2 separate regions of the Zea mays genome follow, and region 2 is linked to region 1. A link is a contact called in public Hi-C data. All regions are on one chromosome and are shown on one strand. The core of a region is the stretch at or near the end of the contact, and the rest is flanking DNA. Distances in the headings are between cores, read along the strand shown.

Region 1 (3,644 bases), core at 530-3,029:
TATTTAATACCACTCCCAACCCCTGATTAGGGTATGGGTTCCTATTCTAACAGTTATCTATAGACATTTTTTGTTCTTTGCGGTTAAAAACTTAGTTTGAATTTTTGTGGATGTGTTTCTTTGATTAGTTGCTCTTTTCACATCTCTTAGTGTCCTGTTCTTATGTGCTATATATTTCTTTGCACTTTTCAGGTCTGTGTGAACATAGACAAAGAAAGGGAAAAGCGAAGAGTCGCTGAGAACTGGAGGCGGAAGAAGCATGAAGAAAAGAAACGTACAATTCTTTGTTCCTTCTCTTTCTTTTGCTTCACTTGCAGTCTGGCCTCATCTTTGATCGAGGATGCCCAGCTGCTGAATTCCATTAAAAAACAAGAAATGGGCACCTACCCTGAATAGAGCTGAACTTGTTACCATATTTATATTGATGTCAAAACCATTTTGTTTGCTTTACCTGTATGGTTGCATCTCATGTTATTTGGAAGCAATAGATGTCAACTTGCTTTGTGCCTGCAGCTATACTGAGAAAATGGCCAAAACCTGTATAAACAACAGTCCCCGGTGTCCTAAAATCTTTTGTTGTGTTTTTTCAGGTACACAAGAGCAGAAGCGAAAGGATAAGAGAAAAGCTAAAGAGATGGCTTGATGACACATGAGATAGCTAGGGGCCTTCAAGGGGTTTACGGAAGCTCTTTAAGCTCGCGTCAATCCTTTCAGAAAGGAAAGGAATGCATTCATCAATGTTTTGCTGTAATACAATGCGTGCGCTAAGTTAGCGCTTGCCTTTAACAGATTGGAGGTGGTAGTTTGATTTTGTTTTGCGGCTGAAGAAAATAAACTTAGAATGCACGAGCACTGGCTCTGGATGAGAAAAGAAATTAAGCAGATAGCTCACGTATAACCTCATTGGATCTGTAATATGTACGCCTATCAGATTTAAGGTACAAATTAATTTTATTAGGGATGGGAATCGACTGACCTGGCCTATCTTTGGACTTGGACCTGGCCCATTGCCTTAAGGCCAATTTTAGGAGTGATGGAGATTATGATCTTGCTGGCTATCATGGGTTTGGCCTAGATATTTTTCTGCTATAATGCATGGACATGAATCCTATCAATATTTCTATAAAGTATTGTGATAACAGATTAAAATTATTAACAATGCAGCAATTTTCATAAAATTTTGAGTGAACGATAATTTAAATTTTATCAATTTTTACTTCCAAAATATGTTATTTCTATACCTAATCTAAAGGGCAAGCCTGTACAATGGTAATAGCTGTCCCATTAAATCACGAGATCTCAGGTTTGAAACATCAAAGGAAAATCGGAACATCGGATATACTAGGCCTATTCCTCTTTAGATGTATTTGAAAGTATTTGGATCAATTGTTTAGCCTTCAAGGGGTTACGGATCCTACGCATGCACGTCGATCGATCAATCCCTGAGCGCTAGCGTTGCGTGCCTCGATCTGTTCTCAGTCCTCAAGCGCCTCCGTCTCCCAACTCTCCATCTCGACGGGAGACATGGCTCGGGCGTGAAAACAGCCCATAATTTTGGCGGCGGCCCACGCCGATGAGGCCTTGGACGCGCCGGGAGCCGTCTGTTATATCTAGTTGTGAAGAGTCTGTTATTTATCCAGAGAGAAAGTTTAGGAAGCGGGTTTGTTTCCTAGATGGATATATTAGATGGAGAAAACATCGTGTTTGTTTAGATTAGATGGAGAAAGCACTGGGTGTATATATACCCAGGATTTCCTCCTCCTGTTTCCCTCTTTTTTCATCTGAACTGAACGTTCCTGTTCATCTTCAAGCCCTCGCCGGCTTGTTGAACTCAGTCGATCCTGCATCTTTCTCCAACACCGTCGCACGCGAAAAATGGCAGAATCCGTCCTCCGACCCCGACACACGGAGGCGGCGGACGCCGATGAGGATATGTTGGACGCGCTGGAAGCCTTGTCACGCCGAATGGCAGAATTCGTCCTCCAGGACACGGAGGACGATGAGGCTGCCCTGGACGCACCGGAAGCCGTCGCACGCAGAGCGGCGGAATACGTCCTCCAGGACACGGACGCGGCGGATACCCAAGCATCGGAGGACAACTTCTTCTTCGAACTCGCGGAAACCTTCATGCAGGAGACGGAGGCGGAGGAAGCCGCCGTGGAAGCTATGGTGTTCAATGCGGCGGAGGAAGCGGGTGAAGCCGCCTCGGAAGCACTGAAAGCCGCCGTGGAAGCTAATAAGCTATAGTGTTCAATGCGGCGGAGGAAGCGGTTGAAGCCGCCCGTGGCGACACCCTCCTCGACGCCGCCGTGCTCAGCTAGAAGGGGACTGAGCTGCAGTACCGAGGAAGGGCTCGTTCGGTTACGAGTGAATTGAAGGGGATTAAATCCCTTCCTAGTCAAAAATGAATAAAAGGGGTTTTAATCTCTCTCAGGGCTTATTCGTTTACGTCGGATTGCACCTGAAATCGTTCCAGCTAATCAAAGTTTATATAAATTAGAGAAACAATCCGGTTAAGAATCGTTCCGACCTATCAATTCGGTACAAACGAACAAGACCTCAATCCCCTTCGATCCAAATGCAACCGACCAAGACCGAAATGGATAAGTTAACACGCCGTTGCTGAACTCAACTGTTTGGAAGTCTGCTACCCGATCAATAGTTTTTCCTCCTTTTTTCTTTGTTTTTTTTGGCAAGGTGAGGGGTTGTTGAGAGGCTAGAAGTTCATCCCTTCCATGTCTACCTGTATTGCAGTTTACATGGGAAGTTGTTTAAATTCGGTTTTCAGTAAAAAAAAATGACGAGCTAAAGTCTCCATCTCCTCTGAAATGCTGATCTGCTCGAAAAAAATGACGAGCTAAAGAAGCCTATAAACTGTAAAGGGCGTGTGCGAAAGGCTGATCCGCTCGAGGTCGCACTGGGACATAGTACAAATGTACAATGCAATAGTGTCTCGCATGCTGCCATGGCGGAAGCCACCACGCCGCCGTCGTCTTTGAAAGCCGCCGCCTCCAGGCCGCCATGCCGTCGTCTCGTCGTCTCTGAAAGTCTCTCATACAGGCAATGGCGGTGCTGAGGCTTCGATTTTGGCCCGACTCCGCCACCGAGTTTAATGTACTTTTGTGTGTTCATCATTTTTTTTCTTTGTTGCTGCAGTTGAGATCAGGAATGCGGGGCTCGCTTAGAGCAACTCCTACAGGTTGCTAAAATATTGTTGCCAAAAACGTCATTATTTTGGTGGATGCTAATTTTTTTTAAAACCTCCAAAGCCACAGCAGAACGCTAAATGATCACCTTTTAAATTTTCAAATAGCCTACGTGGGCCTGTGCACACACACGGGCCTGGTTTGCAGTCCATTTTCTGTTCGTGCCATTATTTTTTTTTTTGCCGTGCGCCTACACCGGTATGTCAAGCGCCACCATACTTCAGCGGCCAGCGGGGCAATTCCCTATGTGCCACCAGAAAATATACTCATTCTCACTGGTCTCACATATTATGCACACAAAAAATTACCTATATATCACTCAGTGGCACACAAAGAATGCATATAAAATTTGGTGGCATACAGGGTTTCCTACTTCAGCACCTTGGAGATACGAAGAGAGTAGTTGTGCATCTGTAGTTTTTTTACTTTTCCAAGTAT
Region 2 (3,644 bases), core at 302-2,801, 240 kb before region 1:
AAGGGTGCTGCTTTACTTGAAGTTTGTACTTCTGTTTGGAGTGTTACATTCAATTAGCAAACCGTAAAACCGAAATATCTGTGCCACCAAAAAATACACTGGAATTTTTTTAAAAAAAATGGAAAGTATACCTGAAAGTGGCTTTTGACCTGATCGCGAGTCAGACCTTCAACATTCATTATATCAAGAATTGCTTTAGGTTTAGCACCTGCATTTGTTCAAAAAATAATAATAAGGGGTAATAGTACTTACAATAGAAAGCCAACAGTACTTTATACGGTGATAGTGATACAGTGCCGAAATTCTACTTTCACAGCCACCAAGCAGATTGACAGCATCTACGAAGCGATCATGCATCTCCATAGTCCACCGCATGCGTGCCTTGGCCCTTTTGGGGCAATGCGCATTATTTGTGGTTGCCAGAGGAGAAACGGTTGGACACAGTTGCTGAGGTTCTTCAGAAGGAACCGAGACTGATTCATGTACCATGTGCTGCTCATCATGTTGCCATGACTTAGAATTCGGATACGAGGGAACGGGTGCGGATTCAGCCTGTGCAAAAAAGAAATACATCGACTCTAACATAAGGCATCTCAGATGAACATAGCATGGAAAGGTTCTAGAAATATATGGTCTGCTGCCTCATATAACGATGCAAATCCCATGTCTAATGCAACATGATCAAGAAAAAAAAACCGTATAGCACTAGTGCTTATTTTGAGCTAAATTACCATTTGGTGCCAGTTCCAAGTTATATCAGTGGGGACAAACCATTCATCTCTATTGTCGGATTCGTCGACGGTTCTGCCAGGACCAGGAATTTGCTGACTCTCAACACGGTAATCAATGTCACCAGGGTCTGCACAGCCTTCAGGAGACTGTCCAGAGAAAATACCACCTGAAGGTTCTTCTGGTAGTACAGAATAGGATATCATGTTGTTGTTGCAGGGCAGGATTCCAGAAAGGGAAGGATGCGCGGTGGATGGTGTCGAATAAGGAAAGCATCCATGCGTAGTAACCGTGGAGAAAGCGCTGGAAGATGGTGCCATAGATGCTGGATAAGGAGCTCCAGTAGCAACAGGCAAAGACTGCAGATTCATATCATGAGACGGTATACAAGGACCTGCAACGCAAAAGCAATTCACATGTTCAGCACAGCAAGATCAGAAGGCTATGACTACCATGCTGTAAAGAATGAACACAGCAAGCTAGCAGAGCTCATATAAGGAGAACGGGATAGGATTGAGGGGAAAAAGAGAGAGAGAGAGAAACCACGAGTCCTTAGATCGCATGGACACAAAAGAAAGAAGGAAACGGACAGTCATAAAAGGATCATCGTCTCATCGACAAAAGATTGCAGAAACCCAGCAGAAACTTCACTTGACCTGAGAGAACCTCACCTTTGCACTGCCAGCAAACGAATTGGTCGAGGGGACCCGCAACTACTTCCTTGGACTCACCGATTCAGGGGAGGCTGGAGGCGCGAACGGACGCAAATAGGGAGGAAAGAACGAACACACGGAGAGGTGGAGCAGTGGCTGCACATTTTCTACGTCGGCGCCCTCTTTGGTTTCGCCTAAAACAAAACGCAAACAAACACGAACCGGATCGGGACACCGATGAGGCGAGAGCGACGTACGATACGACAGCAATGGATTATTAGCGGGCGACGACGCGGAGAAACAAGACTACTAGAGGGCATGGATTGGATTAAAAAAAACACCGAACCCGTAGCCTGCAGGTGAGCAGGTCAAAGAAGAGAGACAGAGATCTCGACAAAGAAAGTGGAGGGAAGCAAGGGAGGGGTATCTCAGGGGATCTGGGGGATAGATACCATTACCATCTGACGTGAGAGAACCGGCGCACGCATTCCAGTGCTGATGCTGATGCTGTCTCTGTCCTAGTGCAATCTACAGTCCAAATGTTCAACTCGTCCTCTGGTTCGTTCAGGTTCATGCCGCCATGCCAGCGAACAATGTTCAGCAAGTACGCCCGCACTTCCCCGGACAGGCTCACCTACTGGGAGCTATGGTCGATGACCCGACGCGTTCCGCGAAGCCTTCGATCTCTACGGCCGGTGAGCAAACTGACCGACCAACGTCCATCTCCTCCACCAGGCTGCCTGCTGGCTTTGCGATCTCGATGTCGAGCTCCTCTGACTCTCTCATGCGGCCAATCTGCTGAAGTGGACGATCCTGTACGCGCTGGCGCGGGACCACGTACGAGGGGTGGTACCTGTCGCGGAGAGACAGTACGCCAAGGTGTCCTAGATGGAGAGGATGGACTGCTGTGCTGCGTGAATGAAGCGGAAGCAATGGATGTATTTGAAGCCTCGGTGTGTACGTGTGGCGACTCTGGATGTAGATGATGAGGGGCTGTCAGAAAACAAGCACACCTCAGTTTCTTATATTTTACTTGTTATGCAAAATGTATAGACATATAGCAAAATGGCCTATTAGCTCAGTTGGTTAGAGCGTCGTGCTAATAACGCGAAGGTCGCAGGTTCGAGACCTGCATGGGCCAGTTTTTTTTTATAATGATCTTCAATCGTTTAAAAAAATTGATCCTCAGCTCAACTAAACAGACTTTTCTCTCCATTTTTTTTGTTTCATTATAAATTATAGCCTGAGCTAATTCTTTGCCCTAAAAAAAGGTTCCTGCCCTCGTCTAAAGAAGGTATTTTCGCTTTAGTTGGTAAAGATAGCAACGATGGCCTGTAACCTAACATCTATTAAGGGAAGTAGTGTTGTGAAACATGTCTCTCTTCAAAAAGACACTCCTTTTGGGAGTGGTCTCATCGTGATTAGAATATGTACTAATGTAGCCACCGAAAGAACATATAATTTGACAATTGACATAGATAATTAGAATAATTGGCTTGTTCTTCAGGGAGAAAACACACTTTTACACCGCACCACTCCACCTTGTATATATCCGCATGAGTTCTTTTATTCTTATTATTCAGTTTATATTTCATACTTTATAACCGTTGATACGCCATGCATTTTATACTGCATTTTGCTATAGCGCGCCTGCGCTGTCCCCTGTCAGGAGTGGAAAGGATCAGACGGCCGCGGACGCCAGCTCCATGGCTTGCCCTGTTCCCGCGGCGCGCTCCTGTGCCGCCGCTCCACCCGCCGTCCCTTGGTCTCCGCAGTCGTCGTCGTCCTGCTCCCACAAGAAGCTGGCGTACGCAGCGAGGACGTGGCTGCAAGAGTGACAAACCAACAACGTTAGGAAGGACGGGGAGCCCTCGATCGAGTCTAGGAATGTTCATGCATGCGTGGTGTACTGGATCTGGATTCTGGAAGGCTTGTTGTTACCTGTCCAACGGGGCCGCCTGCACCGACTGCTGGAAGTAGCCGAGGCACCTCTCCGGGTCGTGGTGCACCTCCCAGACCAGCCTGGCGTACTGCGACATGATCTCGCCGTCGCTGGGATCCGCGAGCATGGCGCGCGAGTAGTACTCCTCGGCCCTTGCGGTGTCGCCCTTCGCCTGCAGGAGCAGCAAAAGCGTCGGTTGAATCAAGTAGAAACATACGTGGCCATCTTTCTTTGCAAAAAAAATAAAATAAAAATGAATGAATGTATACCTCGTGGAGGAACTGCGCGTAGTTGCGCAGGAACAGCGCGTTGCCGGGCTG

The links. Hi-C and Micro-C count contacts between places; a contact is called where the count stands out from the background.
Region 2: a contact with region 1 is called in a Hi-C map of leaf, with 6 times the contacts expected there. The contact joins the promoter of LOC103646221 here to the promoter of LOC103646219 in region 1. A contact is called at or near these places in 8 of 25 Hi-C or Micro-C datasets (bundle sheath, ear, endosperm and 2 more).

The regions. Positions count from the first base shown.
Region 1 is chr2:29,895,110-29,898,753 of Zm-B73-REFERENCE-NAM-5.0, reverse strand. LOC103646219 reads left to right here and starts at 1,779. Exons shown (of 1, transcript XM_008670947.2): 1 at 1,779-2,430. The coding sequence starts at 1,876. The coding sequence ends at 2,247. It overlaps LOC100383140, which reads left to right. Exons shown (of 15, transcript NM_001175806.1): 14 at 193-274; 15 at 591-953. The coding sequence ends at 643.
Region 2 is chr2:30,133,588-30,137,231 of Zm-B73-REFERENCE-NAM-5.0, reverse strand. It overlaps LOC103646221 (protein PHOSPHATE STARVATION RESPONSE 2), which reads right to left and starts at 1,551. Exons shown (of 8, transcript XM_008670950.4): 1 at 1,401-1,551; 2 at 732-1,123; 3 at 309-552; 4 at 132-208; 5 at 1-31. The coding sequence starts at 1,100. TRNAI-AAU (transfer RNA isoleucine (anticodon AAU)) reads left to right here and starts at 2,450; the gene lies at 2,450-2,523. LOC100382755 (Tetratricopeptide repeat (TPR)-like superfamily protein) reads right to left here. Exons shown (of 3, transcript NM_001175470.1): 1 at 3,594-3,644; 2 at 3,324-3,496; 3 at 2,933-3,208. The coding sequence ends at 3,064.